Linked DNA regions of Mus musculus: region 1 is linked to region 2. A link is a contact called in public Hi-C data. All regions are on one chromosome and are shown on one strand. Each heading gives the region's core, a stretch centred on a gene start, on an enhancer-like site or on the middle of the called end of the contact. The rest is flanking DNA. Distances are from core to core; before and after follow the strand shown.

What was found. Hi-C and Micro-C count contacts between places; a contact is called where the count stands out from the background.
Region 1: a Hi-C map of rod photoreceptor shows a contact between it and region 2, with 1.6 times the contacts expected there. The contact joins the promoter of C1ql3 here to the enhancer-like site in region 2. A contact is called at or near these places in 1 of 39 promoter capture datasets (liver), 3 of 484 Hi-C or Micro-C datasets (nephron progenitors, rod photoreceptor and uterus), 2 of 115 datasets of contacts at active chromatin or transcription factors (bone marrow-derived macrophages and embryonic stem cells) and 2 of 9 other capture datasets (adipose tissue and embryonic stem cells).

What each region holds. Positions count from the first base shown.
Region 1 is chr2:13,009,088-13,012,840 of GRCm38.p6, forward strand. It overlaps C1ql3 (C1q-like 3), which reads right to left and starts at 1,777. Exons shown (of 2, transcript NM_153155.2): 1 at 1,173-1,777. The coding sequence starts at 1,760.
Region 2 is chr2:12,860,949-12,864,787 of GRCm38.p6, forward strand. No RefSeq gene overlaps it. Among named protein-coding and RNA genes, the nearest start is that of Pter, 61 kb to the right of the region's middle. Within about 2 kb of position 1,908, at least 2 of the 459 cell types and tissues checked have an H3K27ac peak or open chromatin away from gene starts, as enhancers often do. A contact at or near this core is called in rod photoreceptor, where this site is marked.

The sequences.
Region 1 (3,753 bases), core at 527-3,026, 150 kb after region 2:
CAGGGACGCGGGATCTTTCTTCTTGTTGGTCAGTAAGCAAAGTGTAGGGCTCAGGAACTCAGCTAGCACAGTTGGCTACCAGTACGAAGGCCTCACCACCGGGTGCCTGCTACTTGGACTGTGCAGAAGGTCTGATTACACTTTTAGGTAGTTAGAAGTGTATTTTCTCCCTGCGGCTACAAGAACAAAGATGCTTCGGTTTTGCACTGACTTGACTCTAACAAAGGCAAAGTAGTCCTGGCCCGCACTGCAAGCCAGTGTTCCTTGTGGCACCACCTACCAGCTCTGAAGAGCAGGTCCTGATTCAGGCTCATATGAGGCTATTTTGCAGCCAATGCAAAGCCAGGCAAGGCAGCTGTGATCAAGTAGGCTAGGATTAGGAAGGGCCTCTGCCGCGCTGCCCTGGAGATAGTGGGTGGTGAAAGGGCTGAGCTCTGACCCGGCAACTTCCCGGACCACTTTCTTGTTCCTTTTCCTACTCCAAGAGTGGGGGTTCCTGTGTTTGCATGCCAGCTGCTATACTGTTACAGTGTAAATGCAACTTTTTCTGTTCCCAGCAGTTCTTCCTTTGGAAACTAACTGGAGTGTAAAGTGACTATTGAGTTTCACCGCCCAAAGCCTCTCAAAGGCCATGCCATTACATGCGCGCGGCAGAGTGCTGTCTGAGCCCTGGGCAGCCTTGTCTGAGACTCGCTCTTGGGGTCCTTCCATCCTCCCCGGAATGCTGGTCTATCTCCTCTGAATCTGGAGCCCTGACACGCCCATTTCGGGCTTCTGAAACCTTCTACATTCTCAGAAAAAGGCTGGAAGCGACTCTAAACTGCAGATAATGCCACAGACCAGGGATTCCCGGCCTGCTGTAAGACAGTTGCTGCAAGTTCACGAGTTGGCCCCGGGGCCAAGATCCCAGTTTCTCGCCCCTCGAGGGTTATGCTCTCAATTGCACGCGCCGAGCACGGTTCTGGCACCCTAAAACTACCTTGTCTGGGCTGCAAGGCGCTCTCCTCTGCGTATGACCCCCGCCTTTCCAGCATGTCACAGAGTCCCCCTCGCTTTAGCCCGGGGAGCCGGGTTGCCGCACCCTTCCTCCGCGGGCTCCCACCCCCATTTCCGGGGTCTCCTCCCTCTTGTCAGCACCTTCTCCGCCCTCCCCACTGCCTGCCCGCGCTCACCTGGTTGTTTTTGCAGAGATCAGCCCACATGCTGGTGCCGTCCCCTCCGCGCATCAGGACGTGGTAGGTGAAGAAGTAGATACCCGGTATGGAGCAGGTGAACTTGCCCGTGGTGGGATCATAGTGGTTTCCGAGATTGGTTACCACGTCGTCGAACTTGAGCACCTCGTAGCCTTCGTGCTGCCGTTTGAGGCCAGCGTAAAAGGCGATCTTGGGCACCGTGCTATAGGTGGCTGCACTGATAGCCCCGGCCGCGTTCAGGCCGGGCGCCCCAGGCGGGCCGGGCAAGCCTTGGCGACCCGGCTCTCCCTTCTCGCCCGGGGGCCCCACGGGGCCCGGCGGTCCGGGCTCTCCCGGGGGCCCACGCGGGCCTGCCTTCCCCGGCCTACCGGCCTCGCCTTTGGGACCCTGGATGAAAGTGGGCAGGGACTGCATAAGGCCCCGGTCCGGAGTGGCGGCGGTGCTGGGAGCCTTGGTGCCCCCATAGGGGTCGCAGACCATGCGGCAGGTGCCCAGCATCTCGTAGTGAGCCGACGTGCCGGCCGAGCTCACCAGCACCGGGATGAGGATGACCAGCAGAAGCACCATCACCACCCCCAGCGCCCCGGCGGCGATCAGGCGCCTCCTGCTGCCCACGAGCCGGCTCAGCGCGGGCCGATCCTCTTGTCTGCTTTTGGACAAAATTTTGAAGGTTGGGCGGGGACCTCTTCAGAGCCGAAAACAATCCCCCTTCGAACCCCAACTCCCCTGGGCGGGCGCGCGCCGGTCGCTCTTGACCGGCTCCTGCTCCCCCCCGCTGAGGCTGCGGCTAGGGAGGGAGCTGGGGCGCCAAGTGACTTGAACTGAAGTCCCGAGCTGGGGGTGGGGGTTGGGGGGAGGGGTGCTCAGGGCGCCCTCTCGCCTCCTGCCAGCCCCTTCGCACCTGTGGCTGCGGCGGGTGCCGGAGCGGCCACCCGGAGGGCAAAGCCAGCTGCCGCCTGCTGCGCTCGTCCGGAGCAGCTCACACTTTTATGCCGCTGCTGCCCGTGATCGACTTTTCCTTTTTTGCAGACTGCGCCAGTTCTCACCAACTTTCTGTCTGAAGTTGCCCTTTTTTTTTTTTCTGCTTCTTGCTTTTCTTTTGTTGGCTTGGTTCGTCTGTCCTTGTCTCTTTTTTTTTTCTTTCTTTCTTTCTTTCTTTTTCTCCTGCAACTCCAACAGAAACGCACCCCCCAACCCTAGAGGGCTGCGGTTGCTTGGGGTCGGGAGGCCCCTGAGATGCGCGGAGCAATGGCAATTCGCAGGATCCGCGGCTCAGAGAAGCTCAGGGACAGAGGAGATAGGAGCTAGCCAGCAGCATCGAGAGCCTCGCCGCCGAAAAGCTGAACGAGAGAGCTGAACGCAGAATTCTGCCTGGGTACCACCTGCCAGGAGAAGAGGAGGCTGACAAACGCGCGCCGGAGCAATTTATAGGAACCCAAGGCACAGAGGAAGGGGAGCCGCTTTGGCATCTCTCTGCAGCATCTGCTCTGCTCATCCCACTCACACAGAGTTTGGCATTACTCTGACAATGTGGGATTTTTTTTTTTCGGCCTCTCCCCCCTCTCAGCAAGGGATGAACAGTGAAACCCTGAATACTTCCTTGTCTAGCCCAGACGATGGCAGCGCCCTAGCTGGTCATACTAGGGGGAGGGAGACAGCTGCGCAACTGCTCTCAGGACTCAAGGGTCACACCTAAATCTATTTCCCCAGTGCCAACAGCTCTTGTTGGAGGTGGAAGTGAAGGTTGAAAGGAGGGAGGTTTGATGACAACATTTCTCCTCTGGCTCATCCACAATCAGTGCTTCAGGTGTTTTTCAAAATGCCACTTTTAACATAAGGAGGGCTCTCTCCAATTTTCCAGACAGTAGATGTGCGTGCTTTTTTTTTTAACCTTAGCATTTGCTTCCATAGCCTTCTAGATGAAATAAGATGAGAACAGTGACGTGTACTTAAAAACCAAAGGACATTTCTTGATTTAAATGAACTTGCCCACCGCCCAAAAGGAGGAGGGCTGGTTCTTTTCACAAGTGCCAAGGGCTTGAGCATGCATGTGCATTTGACTCAGAGGCTTCCAGTTGCAGAGCCCTTCAGGAGACACCATCATTGGACTTGAAGTTGCATTTGCTTAAAAATGCAGCGTGCAGGAGAAGTCATCCCTTGTCCAAAGGCCTTTGAAGGTCTTACAATAAAGCAAGTGGTATTTGCGAAAGTGCTGGTTTTCATGAGACAGAGTTCTTTCTGTAGGTACCATAGCAGATTTCCCAGATATGCATTAGGGGAGGGAAAATAGGGAAATTATGACAAAGAACAGCCACCACCCCTAACAGTGGAAGAGCTGGAAGAAGAAACCACTTGAATTTAGAATACTAATAGAGGGGCCCCAGAGTGAGTATTAGGGGAGTTACCCCACTGGCAAATACATTTGACATATAAGAAGGGTTTAAATAAGTAAGTAGAATTGGTTTCCTAAATCACACTTTTGCATTCAGGAGCAATAGATGTCAATCAAACGTGGATGACATTTACTTGTCAATACGGAACGATGGCTGGGAAGACAGTT
Region 2 (3,839 bases), core at 658-3,157:
GACTACTTCTCACATATCCTCCTGCCAGTGCAGAAACCTCTGGACCTGTAGTCTCTGTTTGGTTTTAACTTCTGCACTTTATTCCATATTTTCCCCCTATTCCATAGGATTCCTGAAGCTCTGTGTAATGTGTGCTGTGCGTCTCTACATCTGTTTCCATCAATTGCTGGGTGAAGCTTCTTAGATGACAGTGACACTATGTGCCTGTCCACAAGTACAGAAGAATATCATCAGTAGTGTCAGGGTAGGCTCCCCCTCATGGCATGGGTCTCAAGCTCTTTGTTAATCTGTTGACTTTAGTGTGACACAGTTCATGTTCAACTCCTCTTCCTTCTTCATCACTTACTCAGGTGGATTTAAATAACCACCCATAGCTACTTTGTCTTCTGCTCATTGAAGCAGCCAAAGGAATGTAACACTTGATACATGAAAATATTGCATCCTTTAGATCACTGACACAGTGATCTCAATGCTTTTAGAATCATTAACCTTCTTATTCCCCCCTACACCTTTTTGACAGAATATACAAGATGCTTCAAATTCTGAGGCTCAAGGGATTTTCCTCCCTTGGCTTCATCTTCAGAGGAGTCAGTATGCATTCAGCTCTGCCATCTTCTTATTTGATTACTTTAAAGTACCCACCTTTGCTTACAAACTGATTTCCATCCTGAAGCATACTATCTGACATAGCACACTAACTTTATCAGAGTCACTATTTGCAGAGCATATGGCTTTTATCCTTATTCCATTTCATATATCACCATCTTTATATTAGAGGATATTTCTTGTCTGTCTACCTTAGAAAGGTGGTGCCTTCTCTGGAACGTGGTGTCTTAAACACCAGCATCTTTCCACAGTTTGCCATGGCAGGAACAATGGACTGCCATGAATTTTTCATCCTACCTAGCAGATACTATTGTGACCCAAATCTTGATTAACACCTTCCCATTATCTCTTAATGTCCTTCTTGTAACTGGAAAACAGAAACACTTTTACAGCTCCTTCTTTCCAATTCCAAATGCCTAGAGAAGCACTAGTCATGAATATTGCATTTTCTATATATTGTGAAAGTACTTGATGACCCAAATCCCTGGCTTTACAATTTTTCCCTAAACATAGACACTAGTTCCAAAAGAATTTAGTTAATTCCTTCTCTACAAATAGATAGATTTATAATGCAATAGTGCTGCTGAAAAGAAGTAATTTGACTATCAAAAGCCCATGCTATTTTTCTTTTTCTTTTTTTTAATTTCTTTTACATCTTGATCCCCTCCTCCACCGAATTCCCTTCATCCATCTACCATTGATATCCATTCTATTTTGCTTTCTCAGTGAGATTCAAGCATGAGCCCTGATTCTCTTGATTCTCTTCTTTTCCCAGGGTCTCTTCCCCAAAGATAAATGTTGCCAGCCAATATGGTAAAGTTCACACACCTAATCCACCTTAGATCAGATTATATATTCCAAATCATAGAACTCTGATGACCTAATGTGGGATGCTCTCATCAAGTGGCAGGACCAGAATTAATATACAACCCTCCACTATCTAACACTGCCAGATTTACAACAGTCAGGTACCATATGTAGATGTTTCAGCCAGTGACAAGGCACATACATGATCATGACCTCGAAGCTACCTTAGTTCAAGAATACTCTGAGCATGTGGCTACAAGAGGAAAACAAATACAAATGATGAATTTATGAAGACTTCGGGAAACTGAAACTAGTTTTTCCTTTGTTACTCCAATTCCACCTTTTTTGTACTTTCCTAAGACAAAAAATATTTAAAACTCCAACTGTAGTGACAGATGCTCAAAATAAAATCACAGCGGATTAGGCTTATCCCTAATTCCTAATTCCTATGATTATCATCTTTAGAAGGTATATGAGATTAGCATATACACAGAAACACAGATGAATCACAGAGGAATAAGGTCGTTTAAAGATGAGGCCAGAGGGCTGGGTAGATGATGGCTTTGTTGTTAAAGTATTTGCCTTGCAACCATGGGGAGCTGAGTTCAATGTGCAGCTCCTATAAAGAAAGAATCTGGGTGGGACGGTTGTGTTTATAACCCAGTGTCAACATGATAGAGACAAGCAGATGCGTGAGGCTCCCTGGCCACACAGTGCAGCTATGCAAACTAGCAAGCTCCAGAGCCTGTCGGAAAAGCAAGGGAGGTGGCTTCCAGAGAACAATATCCAAAGAAGTCCTCTGATCTCTAAATGCACACACATTATACCCACCTAACACACATACAATAACATGCACATGCATACACACACACCATAAAATACTAAATTTAAAATAAAATTTAAAATTGGGGTAAAGATTAGAATGATGTTTCTATAGCTAATGGACATCAAAGATAACTGCAATCACCAGACTGAGATGGGACAGTCTCCCAGAAGGCACCGATGGGAACATGTCCATTTCAAATTTCTCTATTCTATACTGTGACAGTATAGATTTCTGCTGTTTTAGGACACCTAGGTTTTTGGAGGGTGTTGCAATTTTTATAGCAACTCCAGGAAACCAACATAAGAGCTTATCCTTTCTCTTAAAAATAACCAATGTGAAGGAAGGAAGAATTTCCAATGGCTTTTCTTTCTTTAAATTTCTAATATTGACATTGACAGAGACTTACTGTGTGGGCAAAAGATTCCTTGTTTGCATTTTTTTATCCCAGACTTTTTTTTTAAGAGTATCACTTCCAAGTACAGAAACAAAGCTGAATAAGTAAATAAATAATAGCGACTTGAGGTGATAACAGAATACTTTGCCTGGAAATCTGCGACAATAAGAAAATGTTTAATGATAACAAGTAGAGGTCTGTAGAGATGGCTTAGTGGTTAAGAGCAGGAGCTGCTTCTGTTAAGGACCTTGTTTCAGTTCCCAGCACCCACATGGTGGCTTACCATCTTTTGTAATTCCAGTTACTCGAGATCTGATGCTGTTTTCTGGCTTTGACAGGCACTAAATATATACAGTATACATGTAAAACACTCACACACATAAAATACTAAGCAAAGAAAGCTTTGCGACAAGGATATTAGCAGGACAAAGAATGTCTGAGCTCATGAGAACAATGTATACTTAGGCACAAATAACACAAGTATAAATTACTGCTAATTATTATGATGTGAATTATTAACTCCTCTGATCTTTCATTATCTAAATTATTCTTCCACATTTAGTCTTTATATTTGATTGTAGGAGGGGTGCGTGCCAGAGCCTACATATGAATGTCAGAGAAATACCTGAAAGAGTTGGTTCTCTCCGTTTTGAGCCTAAGACTGTCAGGCTTAGTGGTAAGCACTTTTACCCACTGAGCCATCCCATCCCACCACCAGCATACCATCTAATTTAAACTTGTGTGGATGATAGTCTGAAAGCCTATGCAAAAACTGAAGGTTTGAGTATTTAAGCAATTTGATATGTGTCATACCAGCAAGTGGCAAGATGAGAATTTGAATTCAAATACTACACAATCTTGACTCTTGTACTCTAATATTATACTATGAGACACAGAGAAAAATTAGATATCATTCCTATTTATTTTAAGGTATATTTTGCTTTGCTTTATGTGTATGTATGTGTGTCTGTTTGAGGTTTGTGCACATAAGTGTAGTGCTCTTGTAAGCCAGAAGGGGACATCAAGTTACAGGCTGTTGTGAAATGCCTGACTTGGTTGCTGAGATCTGAACTAGCGTCCTCTGGAAAAGCAGTTCATGATTTTAACTACTGAGTCAGCTCCCCGACTCTTATAAAAGGAGACTAGCATTCCTCTTCTTTGGAGGCTATTATAAATGACTTATGCTATCTTCAAGAATCTTTCTAA